Regions from separate parts of the Mus musculus genome. Here region 1 is linked to region 2. A link is a contact called in public HiChIP or PLAC-seq data. All regions are on one chromosome and are shown on one strand. The core of a region is the stretch at or near the end of the contact, and the rest is flanking DNA. Distances in the headings are between cores, read along the strand shown. Region 1 overlaps Gm39614 (a long non-coding RNA gene). Region 2 holds the start of Adgrb3 (adhesion G protein-coupled receptor B3).

Evidence for each region. HiChIP or PLAC-seq counts read pairs in DNA pulled down with a chosen protein or histone mark.
Region 1: an H3K4me3 HiChIP or PLAC-seq map of neural progenitor cells shows a contact between it and region 2, with 59 read pairs. The contact joins the enhancer-like site here to the promoter of Adgrb3 in region 2. A contact is called at or near these places in 9 of 484 Hi-C or Micro-C datasets (cerebral cortex, cortical neurons, embryonic stem cells and 2 more), 4 of 115 datasets of contacts at active chromatin or transcription factors (astrocytes, embryonic stem cells and neural progenitor cells) and 3 of 9 other capture datasets (adipose tissue, liver and pancreatic islet).

The regions. Positions count from the first base shown.
Region 1 is chr1:25,888,305-25,894,737 of GRCm38.p6, reverse strand. It overlaps Gm39614 (a long non-coding RNA gene), which reads right to left. Exons shown (of 3, transcript XR_865299.1): 3 at 2,433-2,460. Among named protein-coding and RNA genes, the nearest start is that of Gm31076, 12 kb to the left of the region's middle. Within about 2 kb of position 2,182, at least 25 of the 459 cell types and tissues checked have an H3K27ac peak or open chromatin away from gene starts, as enhancers often do. A contact at or near this core is called in neural progenitor cells and stem cell-derived neural stem cells, where this site is marked.
Region 2 is chr1:25,824,520-25,831,049 of GRCm38.p6, reverse strand. Adgrb3 (adhesion G protein-coupled receptor B3) reads left to right here and starts at 1,343. Exons shown (of 31, transcript NM_175642.4): 1 at 1,343-1,588; 2 at 4,275-5,046. The coding sequence starts at 4,290. Gm9884 (predicted gene 9884) reads right to left here and starts at 620. Exons shown (of 2, transcript NR_169046.1): 1 at 9-620.

The DNA of each region.
Region 1 (6,433 bases), core at 933-3,432, 63 kb before region 2:
GTCAAAATATGACATTGTTTGGGTCGTGACTTGAGTCTCCTGATGCATACAATGAGAAAAGACGTGTAACATGACTATTTCCCATATGAAGAGATTTGGAGGTTGGTCGATGCTCGGAAAAAATAAGACTCTCATTCCCTTACTATTATTTTATGTTGACTTGACTCTTTCATATTCTTCTGATGGTGATCAAGACAAATAAAACTACAGCCAAAGTTCTAAAAATCTTAATCATGAATGATTCACACACATACACACACACACACACACACACACACACACACACACATCTCCCAGCAAAGATTACAAATCTTTTTCTGACCTAATCACTAGTTAGGTCTGTGGGATCACAGATGCCCTCCTGTGGCAAGAAAAACAAAGTGTACCAATTATGGAATCTGAAGGTGTAATGAGTCACAGTCACAAAAAGAAAGACCGGAAGGCAAATCAGTAACTGTTGTCCTTTACTGTTCGTTAAAGTGGTGAGAAAACATGGCAGAAAATTTGAAAAAAAAATAGCTAAATATATAAAGCATAAACAAAGTAATATTTCAAAGCTATCAAATGTAAGCAAAACCTTCCAATAAAATATAACACGTGCAGACCTTTATAACTTAACTGACACATTTAAGAATATAGATTAACATGCTGTTATGGGAAGATGAGAAGCTGCCATGATAACAATAGCAATCAGTGAAGTGAGAACAGAAGAATTTTCTAAACCGAATCCTGTGAAAATATGAAGACCAGGAGATATACCAGATAACAAGGAAAATGATGTGTTTAAACTTTACAATCCAACAAACAAATTTCTCTTTAAACTCTTTACAACACATTTTCAGGAGTGGTCACAAACTGGAACATACAGATTTTTAAAGATGTTTATATTTCCAGAACATAATTTCTACTAGCAAAGATAACATATTAACAGTAAGCTTTATATTACTGACTTGAAATCCTTGAAAAATGTACATACTTTAAAAATTGACGAATTTTACAGTCTGTTTCTAGGATCTGCTGAGGTAAAAACTAGGAAAAGTGAGACATTAATAAGTTCATGAGCTCTATGGATTTTAGATTCAGTGAAAGAATTGTTGATATTTAAAACTAATGACCAAGTCAATAAATAAAAAGAAATCATTGTCCTGAACTTAATAAAATTACCTTAATCAACTTAATTGTGCACTTTTAAGGACCTAATTCAAGTTTAATTCTTTACCATATCTTTAACACACAAAGTATTTTATCATAGTTCTTAAAATAAGATTAATTCTGATTAGAAAATACCAACCATACCTACCCAATGATACAGACAATAAAATTTGGCTAAAAGCCTCATTCAATTCGACTCTACGCTAATTAGATTTTATACTAATTATTAAAATGCAGATGATGGAAACAATTTTATCTAATGCCTTCTTCGACTTTAACGTTTTTCAATTAGTCTCTGCTCTTCATTACTAAGTCTCTCCCCACACCCTAAGATTCACCATACTTCCTAAATACAAGTAGTTTCCCAAATGAACTTGGCAAGGCCTGTTACTAAAGGGCTTATTCTGTGCCAGGGGATCACCATCACAATTAGCCCCTGCCGCACCATGGGCTGAGCTCCATGATGGAACTCTCAGATGGATTTCCTGCCAACTACTGAAGTCTTTCTGTAAAATCAAACCGGTTTCACTATTTGTACTTTAAGCAAAAACCAATCATTTGAATCATCTCAATTAATAAATACTAACTAGCAAACCAACCCATGAAAGTGGTCTCTTCCTTCCAAAGTATCACACAGTAACACTTCCCATAAAACTAGTTGCTCAATTTAAGATTTTCTGTAAATGGTCCCCCCAAAAATAAATTACCTCATTTACTATCTCCTGAATATTTAGTATAGAATAAGCAAATTTTTAACAATTAATTATCCACTAGAAAGGCTCAATAGAATTGTGGTACTCCAATGAATATATGTAAAAAGAATGTTTTAGTTGCCTAGCAATTCTCAAAAAAAAAAAAAAATTAGATAAAATGCTTTTTCTACCGTTCAAACACTTTCTTTAAACATATTCCCGTTCTGCAGTGTATTAGGCCTTGTGAACAGGATTTTAAGAGTCTGGAGATGTGACTGTGTTTAAGATTCCTTTTTCCAGTCACTAGTTCATTGTCAGCAACAGCTACAGAGCAGCTTGGTGTGTATTCAGAGACCGCCAGGAAGTTAGTTCTGCATGACTGAGTCAGCGCTGCAGCTTGAAGAATGCACAGCTCCTGTTTCCTTAAGCAATCATATATTTCTTGTTGGAATAACAATATAAGATAGTGTAGCTGTGGCAAAATAATTCTTATTTCACTGTATTTCATGGAAAAATTAAGTCTCTTATAAAGGAGTGACCCATATCATTTATACTATGTGAAGATTAAATAAAACCTATAGAGGCTTTTCTTCACTTTGTGTGGTGTTCCAAAGAGCTAAAGAGAGAGAGAGAGAAAAAAGACATTAGTGATTTGTTTAGTCTCTGCAAGTCTTCTCAACTGGAGGATGGGGAAAATAACATGCCAGTATAGTAACCGCAAAGAAATTGAATATGTAAATTAGCAACATCTAGAATTCAGATGGTATTTAAAAGTGAGTCAATGTTTTGGTTTCCATGGTTTTCAAAGGGAGAGAGAAATATGAGGTAAAGATTTTCAGTAGTTCCAAATTAAGTTAACATTGGTTTCAGGTGCTTTCACTACTGCCGCATTGCTGTGCACAATCAAGTTTCATCCCCTATGCCTGAAATCATTCATTTTAAGTGATTTATTTAAAAGATAATAGAAACTGTTCCTATACTCAACCCTATATATGAGCTATTGTTTTTTTATTTGAGTGCTTCAAAATTTGCTCTTGCATATGTTTAAGACTGAGAACGTTTCTCATTATCATAACTTTATATAATATATTCAGACGTAGCCCCCCAAATAGCCTATTAGATATTTCATATATTTCCTAATTATATATTTATGTGTCTATAATTTGAGAATATTTTATTTAAACAAATATACACATGGGCACATAATCTTGCATGAATTCCTACCTATAATCAAAACCTAACAATTTTGAGTCAGTCTAGATATTTTAAGACCAGAGTCTTCTTTTCCTTTTCCATTGTTCAACAAGCACACATAAGCATGTGCATCCTCTTATATGTGTATATGGACACTGTGTTATCACACCAGTGTGTAGATGTACACATATATGTTCAAATCTATGATTCCAACAAAGTCATTAGCTGTCCATCTTAAACCTAATAATGTTGTATGAAAGTTTAATCAATAAAGTAGCTCAAATTTTCAGTTCAAAATAAACTTATTAAACACAAACTCGGTGGATGAGACAATTGTTAATTCCAGGAATAAAGACAGACATGACTGTCACAGTTGATATTCTGAAAGTTGTTGCCATAACAACATGGAAGGTATCAATTTATCTGTCAGTTAGAATATTTTTGTGTGAAAGAACATGACAAACAATGCAATTCATAAAAAAATGTTAGCAGCCTGGATTACATTATCATGAGTCTTCAAATTGATCAAATTCATGGTGGAATAGTAAGCTTCCAAGTGCAGGAAAATGAAATATATATATTTATAAGATTCAATGATACTTCACCACACCATCACATTGAAGATATTGATTTATATTTTTTATAGCTAAGTAAATTAATGGGACTAGGAGTTATTCCATAATATTCCTTCTTGTAAGATCTAAACACTAAAATAATTTTCGTTCATTATGAAAATTTTGACACTTAATCAACTGTAAATTCATTTGTCCTATTGCCCCATTTTTCCTTTGGTTAGTTAAATAATGATCATAGAATAGTCCTATCACTAAACCACCAACCAGAGAGTACACCATGAGATCCATGGCTCCAGCTTCATATGTAGCAGAGGATGGAATTATCTGGTATCAGTGGGAAGGAAGGCCCTTGGTCCTGTGAAGGCTAGATGCGCTAGTGTAGAGGAATGCTAAGGTAGTGAGACAGGAGTGTGTGGATAGGTCTGTGAGAACTCTCATAGAAGCAGAGGGGAGCGGAAGGGGATAGGGTGTTTTTCAGAGGGGAAACTGGGAAGGGGAATAACATTTGAAATGTAAATAGATAAAATAACCAATTTAAAAGAAAAATGAAAAAAGAATTGGTGTAAGTCACTCCCAAAACTGGTTGGGGAAAAAAAAAAACATGGATCACATTTTATATATTATTCCTTGATGGTTATAAATAAAATTTTCTATTTTGAATGAACAGGCCTTAGACTATTCTATAATTTTTACTCAGAAAAAGAAAAGACTGGGGATGCAGCCTAGTGGTTAAGTCCTTGCCTAGTATGTGTGAATTTAATCCTTATAACAGGAAAAACAACAACAACAACAAAATGTAAAACTACAATATAATAAGAATCAGTTGGAAAATGTATTTGCCAAGTAACCTGAGTTTATGGCTCGGAAGTCAAAGCAGAATAATTTCTCTTGTGATTCCTACAAGTTTTCCCCTGACACCCATACACACATGATGGTCTGCATTTGCTCACAAATAAAATGTGTGTGTGTGTGTGGGGGGTACATTTTAAAAGGTCACTTAAAAGAAAGTTAAGAATTTTAAAATACAAATAGAGCTGCTATGAACATAGTTGAGCAAGTGTCCTTGTGGGATGGTGGAACAACTTTTGGGGATATTCCCATGAGTGATATAGCTGGATCTTGAAGTAGAGCTGTTCCCAATCATCTGGGAAACCACCAAATTGATTTCCAGAGTGGTTATACAAGTTTGTACTCCCACCAGCAGTGGAGGAGTGTTCCCCTTGCTCCATGTCCTCACCAGCATGTGCTGATCATTGACTTTTTGATCTTGGTCATTCTGGTTGGTGTAAGGTAAAATATCAAAGTCATTTTGACTTGCATTTCTCTGATAAGTAAGGATTTCAAACATTTATTTAAGTGTTTGTAGAGATACTTCTGTTGAGAATTCTCTGTTTAGCTCGGTATCGCATTTGTAATAGGTTTATTTGGATTGTTGTGTCTAACTACTTGAGTTCTTTATGTATTTGTATATTAGCCCTCTATCAGATATAGGGTTAGTGAAAACTTTTTCCCAATTTCTAGGCTGTGGTTTTGTCCTAATGATGGTGCCCTTTGACTACAGAAGCTTTTCAGTTTCATGAGGTATGGTTTATTAATTCTTGACCTTTGTGCCTGAGCCATTAGTGTTCTGTTCAGGAAGTTGTCTCCTGTATTGACAAGTTCAAGGATATTCCCCATTTCCTGTTCTATTAGATATAGTGTATTTGGTTTTACAGTGAGGTCTTTGATCCACTTGGACTTGAATTTTGTGGAGGTTAATAAACATGAGTCTATTTGCATTCTTCTTCATGCAAACATCCCCTTAGACCAGCACCATTTATTGAATATGCTCTCCCTTTTCCATTACATGGTTTTGGCTTCTTTTTCAAAAACCAAGTGTTCATAGGTTTATTTCTTGGTCTTTGATTTGATTCCATTGATCAATCTGTCTGTTTGTGTGTCAATACCACACAGTTTTTATTACTATGGCTCTGTAGTATAGCGTGAAGTCAGGAATGATGATACCTCCAGAAGTTCTTATATTGTTCAGGATCGTTTTAGCTATCCTCAGTTTTTTTCATTTTTCCATATGAAGTTGAGGCTGGAAACAACCTAGATGTCCCTTAACTGAAGAAAGGATAAAGGAAATGTGGTTCATTTACACAATAGAGTACTAATTGGCCATTAAAAACAAGGACAACATGAATTTCACAAATTGATGGAATGAGAAAATATCATCCTGAGTGAGGTAACCCAAACCCAAAAGGACATGAATGGTAAATACTCTCTCAACAGACTCAAAGAAGCCAAATTAATAGGAGGACCCCAGGTAGGATATTTGAATCTTTCTCAGAAAGGAAAACAAAACAGATATTGGAGATCAATGGAAGGAGGAAACTGGGTTGAAGAGGGAAGGCAAGGGTAATGTGCAGAGGTGGGGGAGATCATATGTAGAGAGATCAAGGGAGAGAGAGGGGAGATCAGTAATTGGGATGGGAGGCAATCTCTAGGATGTTCCAGAGGCTTGGGATGGAGGAAGGCCCCAGAGGGTCTATGTCAGCAACTCTAGCTGAGACTCTGAGCAGTGGAGCATAAGGATCCTGAAGTGGCAGCATCCCAGTTGAGGAATAAGGACAGCAAACCATCCACCAAACCTTCAACTTCAAATGTTTCTTGCCTACAAGAGATGCAGGGACAAAGAAAGAACAGAGATCGAGGGAATGGCCAACCAATGACTCTCCCATATTGAGAACTAGTTCATGATCAAGAACTATTCTGTGATGCTATTAATGATACTCTATTATGTTTACAGACAGGAAACTAGCATACCTGTCCTCTGGG
Region 2 (6,530 bases), core at 94-2,593:
TCACTTACCCGAACTTCCTACGAGGGGAAACTTGACAAGGAATAAATGCATTAAGAAGCCAGAACGAATCAAAAGTTTAGAACCCGCACTATTGTCCCAACGCCATGCTGAGAGCAGCTCAGGACGCCTGACCTCGGTAGCCTGCTCAGTGGTCCTGGCAAAGCCTCTTTCGTGACAGAACAAATAAGCTGTTAATTGCAGTCTGGCTGTGATTTTAAAAACAAAAAACAAAACAAAACAAAACAAAAAAACTGAACAACTATAGTTCCAGCCTCCAGCCTGAGGCAAAGAGCAGTGGGAGCTGAGTTGTGGCCCCTCAGCTGCAGACTGGATCAAGGCTAAATCCCGGTGCTGAAATGACAGCTCTCCCGCTGCGGCAGGTCCGCTCTGAATGGCAGCAGACAGATGATCGAGTCCAGCGTTTACTTCCTACCCCTCCATGTCGCCTTCCCGTCTCCGCGCCCCCCTGCCTCTCCTCCTGGGGACTTTCTCCTACACTTGGTGGCGACCAGCCTCAGCGGTGGGAACTGAGGATGCGAAAACCTCCCAGGCGCAGAAAAGATCGGTTTTCCAGACGTGTTTGGGTTTGAGTAGCAGGGCGCGGGCTCGGCTAGAGCCCCGAGGAGCCCGCGCCCGCCCGCCCGCCCGCCCGCCTCGCTCCCGCGCCCGTCCTCCCTCCCGCCCGCTCGCCCGCTCGCCCGCTCGCCCGCCCGCCAGCTCGCCCGCCGCGGGGGAGGCCGGACTCTGGTCCGGGCGCAGCGCTCCGCCGGGGACGCGCGCACCCACGAGCACGCGCGCGGGAGGGTTGCCCAGCGGCGGGTGCGCGCCGAGGAACGCGCGGGCCCCCTTCGCGCGCAGCCCGGGGAGAGCGAGCGCCGCGCGCCGGCGCGCACGCCCGCCACACAGCTTTACTATCTCGTGCCCTCGCGCGCCTCCCTCCTCGCCCGGCATTCAAACAGCTTCCCGACGTCGCCAGCCCAGGATTTTACCCCCAGCTCCTCAGCCGCGCTCCGTCCATCAGTACCTGGCAGGGAGGAGGGCCGGGGAGGAGGGCGCACCAAGCAAGCAAACGGCTCCTGCTCCAGCCTCGCCACCGGCCGGGAGCACTCCTGCCACCAGCCCACCGCCCAACACGCCGCCCCAGCCAGCGCCGCCGGCCACTTCTCAGCGCTTTTTTGGCTTCTTGGCCAATCCGTTTGTTGCGGGGGGGTGGGTTTGGGAAAACACATCTGCGCTCTTTATCCACTTCCATTTTTCTGTTTGGTGTTTCTGTGGAGTCTCCCTTCAGGGGGCCTCTCCCCGCCTCTCCTTTGAAGGCTTCATTCACTTGGATAAGGCGCAAGGCTCTGGCCGCTGGATACCACCGCCCCCCCCCCTATTATTTTTTTTTCCTTTTTTTCCCTCTGCCTTTCGTTTGCATGCATTATTTTTTTTCCAATCATAAATCTTAATATTTGAAGCTGAACCGGGGGGAAAAATGGGCAACGGTGATTGGGACCGAAGGGGAGTCTCTCCATCACTGTTGTTGGGACGTGTGCCTGTTCTGGTGTCTTAGATCAAGAGCCTCCCGGAGCTTTCGGAGTGGAAGGTAAGGAAAGGGGCCTAAGGGTCACCTCTGTCTTCTGGGGGGTCGCCCGGAGAGACTTGGGCTCAGTTTGGGGGGATGGAAGTCAAGGCTGTTGCTGGCGGATGGCAAGATTCTGAGCTTACTAAAACGCCGCAGTTGAAAAGTTAAGAGAAGTCTGTTTTTGAAGAGGTGTGCTGGATGGGAAGGAATAGGGAGAGAGACCCAGAAAATCTAGCAACTCGTGCGTGATTGAGGTAATTTTAGCGGGGGCGGAGGGGGGTAGGTTAAAAGGAAGTTAGGATAGAGTAGGATTGGGTCTTCTGTTGGGGGAAAAAATCAGTGGAGTGATGGCGCCGTCTATGTTCGGCTAAACTAAAGTGTCACCCAGAAGATCAGTTTGAGAATAGCTAAACTCAGTGCTGGTTTGCCTCTCAGAAAGAGCCAAATAAATAAATAAATAAATACAACATTCTGGAGCCCTCAGTGACCATCCCTTAGGCAACCTCTGGCCCTTATTTTTCCTTAGACAGATATACGGTTGTTTGAACAGGGCCTGCAGTGGGGGTGGGGGCAGTTCAATGATTCATATTTCTTATTATATAGAAACAAACAAGACTTCGTACCCCAAGAATGGTTAAAAATAAAGAGCGTTACATGAAGGGTGGAAGAGAGATGTGAAATCAGCTCTTCCCTTCTCTTCTAATCACTGATAAGCACACTATTGCAGACATCCACTGCCAAATAAATGGAAGCAGAAATACCGATTTTTTTTTTAATAAGGAAAAGAAATACGACCTCCTTTTGAGTTCCTGATTATAAAATGAAGCCCCCTTTCATGGTTGGAATTCCTAATTTAGACACTTACTGTCACATCGGCTTTCAACGCCTACACTCTATCCTGAAGAACACTGCGCAGACCTGCATTGCCTGCAAAGTGCTACAGCGTGCACACACACACACACACACACACACACACACACGAGACTGTTCCCATTTTTTTTAAACACACGTAACCTCTAAAATATCATTACCTTTATTTATTTATTTATTTACTTATTTTCAACTGGAAAAGGCATTACTCAGTGAGCTGTGTGTTTGGAAGAGAAAACGCTATTCTGATAGTCCTATCAGCTCTGGGTTTATTTTAAACTGCTGTTGTGTAGAGATTTACAGTTGGGGCTGTTTTGGCCTCTGTCAAGACATAGTGTTTGAATCATACTCTGTGAAATGCAGATCTGTTCAGGGACTTTGGTCACTGGATTGGGAGTGCATGTGTTGCTGTGTTATGCAATGGCAAAGAAGAAGGTTGTATGCTTTAGTTCAAAGACCAGACAGAGAAGGCATGAAAACTCTTAACAGTCTCTATGTCTGTCTGTCTGTCTGTCTCTGTGTATAGAATGGTGGAGGAGACTTCAGTTTAAAGCCTTTTAAAATGAACTTGATATCACTTTTATCAGCTTAAGGGCTGAACAGCAACAACAAAAACAAAAAGCATTGTCATTCATTCTGAGGAATAACTTTCTAAAGGTTAAAGATGAAAAAAATTAAGTTATATTGGGATTAATAAGTTATAGAGGTAAATATAATCAAGGATGCTTTGGTTGTGCAAAGCTGGGGCAAAAATCAATGTAAGAAGAACAACCTGGAACACTTGTTAGAAAGGCAGGAATTCGGCCACTGAAGTCGGCCAGGGAGCAAACACAATGCTAGGATTTTTCATGCACTATGTGTAAATCCCAATTTATAAGCTATGACTCTTACTAAAACCACCATAATTTGGAGAAACATAGCCTAGGCAAGCTCAGTGGCTGCAGTTCTGGGGTCCCCCACCCCCAACACTGCCTTTGGATACAGATACTAATACAGCGATCCACTTTATGCATCCCAGGAGGGCACGGCCTATGAAATGACTGCCTGGAATCTCACACTTAGTGGTGATGCCGAGCATCAGGTCTTTCCGGTCCATCTACCCATCTATGCCCTCTCCCAGATGATTCCTTCAAAATCTGACGCGTCCCCACGAATTCCCAAGTGGTTTTTTTTTTTTGCACAGGAATGTCTCACCAGTTCACACAGTGGCCCCTGCAAAGGCAAGTAGGGGCATTGGGGAGATGATATTCCATCTGGAAGGAATGATCGTCTTTGCTTTTAAAGCTGTGGCTGTAATTTACCACGATTACTTCTCACAGTCCACAGGAAAGGAATAATGCGATGACAGCTGCTTCCAGATTATCAGGTTAGATTTCGTGTGTTGCTGTTTACTGCAGGCAGAAGACTGAGGGAGAGGGAAGGTTCTGGAGTTTAAGTCAGTACCTCAGCAATTAACATGCAGGTTATTGCTACTCCAAAACAAAACAGAACAAAACACCATGCTTTCCCACTTCACTTGATAGAATGATAATGGATGTGCAGGAAATCCTGGTGGATGAATTAGGACATAACTATTAATAATCTATTAAATGTTATTTTTAAATTGAACGGTGAGAACTTGTCCATCACTACCAACCACGTGAGGGCGCTCTTCACACAGCAACTGATAATTTCCTGGCGTTATAAAATAAAAATCACCTGCCCTTCTTTTTTAAAAAGGGCTTTTTTTTTAAAAACGGAATTCTTGAAAACAGCTGGCAGAAATATTGAAAGGGTTTTGTTTTTTCAATGCCTGTGGTCGTCTGCTTGCGTCTCACTTCCTTTGCCATTCTTACAGGCCAAATGACATAGGATGAAGGCTGTTCGTAACCTGCTGATTTATATATTTTCCACCTATCTCCTGGTTATGTTTGGATTTAATGCTGCCCAAGACTTCTGGTGTTCCACTTTGGTGAAGGGAGTCATTTATGGATCCTATTCTGTAAGTGAAATGTTTCCCAAAAACTTTACAAACTGCACCTGGACACTGGAAAATCCAGATCCAACCAAATATAGCATTTACCTGAAATTTTCCAAAAAGGACCTTAGCTGCTCTAACTTTTCCCTTCTGGCTTATCAGTTTGATCATTTTTCCCATGAAAAAATAAAGGATCTTTTGAGAAAGAACCATTCCATAATGCAACTTTGCAGTTCCAAGAATGCTTTTGTTTTTCTACAGTACGATAAAAATTTCATTCAGATACGCCGGGTATTTCCAACTGATTTCCCAGGATTACAGAAAAAAGTCGAAGAGGATCAGAAATCTTTTTTTGAGTTTTTGGTACTGAACAAGGTGAGCCCGAGCCAGTTTGGTTGCCATGTCTTATGCACTTGGTTGGAAAGCTGCTTAAAATCCGAAAATGGGAGAACCGAGTCTTGTGGAATTATGTACACAAAATGCACGTGCCCCCAGCACTTGGGAGAGTGGGGAATAGATGACCAGTCCCTGGTTCTGTTAAATAACGTCGTGTTACCCCTGAATGAGCAGACGGAGGGTTGCCTGACTCAGGAGCTGCAAACTACTCAAGTCTGCAATCTGACCAGGGAGGCCAAGAGACCACCCAAAGAAGGTAAGTGCTCAGAGGCAGGGGGAGTGGGGGCTGGGGCTGGGGAGGGTTTGCATGGAAGTAACCCTTTCTGGTTCACTACTTCAGCCTACTCTTTGCTCCTTTATCCTGTCAACTTTGAAGTGACTTGAATATGTGGTCTTCTCTGTTGCATGGCTCTAAAGTGAGCTTCAGCCTTCATGACTTTAGAGGCAAGCAGAGGAGATGGGTTGCTTAGCAATGTGCTACAGAAGTATGGGTAGAGTATTCAAGGGAAGAGAGAGATAGAAATGAGACCTCAGTTGTGTTGGGGGTTGGTAAGGAGGAAAAAGTGTGCTTTTATTCAGGCTCCAGGTCAGGAAATCTACATATGATCCAAATGTAAAGTGGAAAGGCAGACTTCTTTCTGACCACGTTCAGAAAATGCTTTCCTCTTTCTTTCTCCTGGGCCTTATCCTCTCTCTTCCTGACTCCAGGAAGCACACAACAGAAACCCTTTATAGACTCAGTGACTGCCTGTCACTGCAGTTATGAGAGACCAATTTCTCCCAGGTCTTTACTTTTGTGTAGAGTATTTTGTACAGTAAATCCCCGTGCACACTCCTTGGCTGGCTAAGAAAAAGAGGTTGGAAGCCAGAGTCCCTGGCTTTTCTGCCTCTGAAGTCACCAGCAGAAGGGAGGGCTTGGTGGGAAGTAAAAGCGCATCCACATTTTATGAGTTCCCTCCTGCAAGTCTTTCCTTGCTGCTTTCTTTTCCCTTTGCTGATAACATGCGGGGGGGGGGGAGTGCTGGGGGGGGGATGTCTCAGAAATGAGATAATTGGGGGAAAAAAGCAGTACAATGGAAATGCAAAGGAAGACTCCCAACTATCAGTGACTTAGATTTTTCCCATCCTCAGAGAGGGAGCTAGCAGGAGATTTGAGATTGTGGAATATTTTTAATCATGCAAGAAAGCATGGCACATTTTGAGAAAAATGACTTTTGCTTGGGAGGTTAATAGCTATGCTCCATTTGTTAGAGGACAGAGCCAGTACATATTCTTGCTTGTCCCCTAGCCCCGCAACCGGAGAGTGTGTTGATTTCTTATGCAGGAAATGTTTTCTGATCTCCACAAAGATCCCAGTCTGTGAAAAGGGACAGCCAAGCTCCAGTCCCTCTTTCCTCTCCCTCCCCCAACAGAAGTTGCCTTTGTGGCCAATATAAAATTGACACGTTGTTGGAGAATTTTCTTTAATGGTAGCCAAGGCTTTGTAGGAAAGTGGAGCCAGCAAGAGGAAAGGGGGTGGGGATGGGCAGAGGAGCCTCGACAGCTTAATGCTGTTTCTCTGCTGGCTGAAATTAGGGGGATGGGAAGTATGGAAGAGCAATACCACCAGGGGAAAAAAAGTTACAGAATAAGTGGAGGGCAATGGCAGCCAGGAAGAGGCTGAAGCCTCCACAGGTCAGTGTTTTCACCAACAGCTGTGACTGAAGAAAACAAAGTAGTTTTAAATTACAGGAGTTCTTT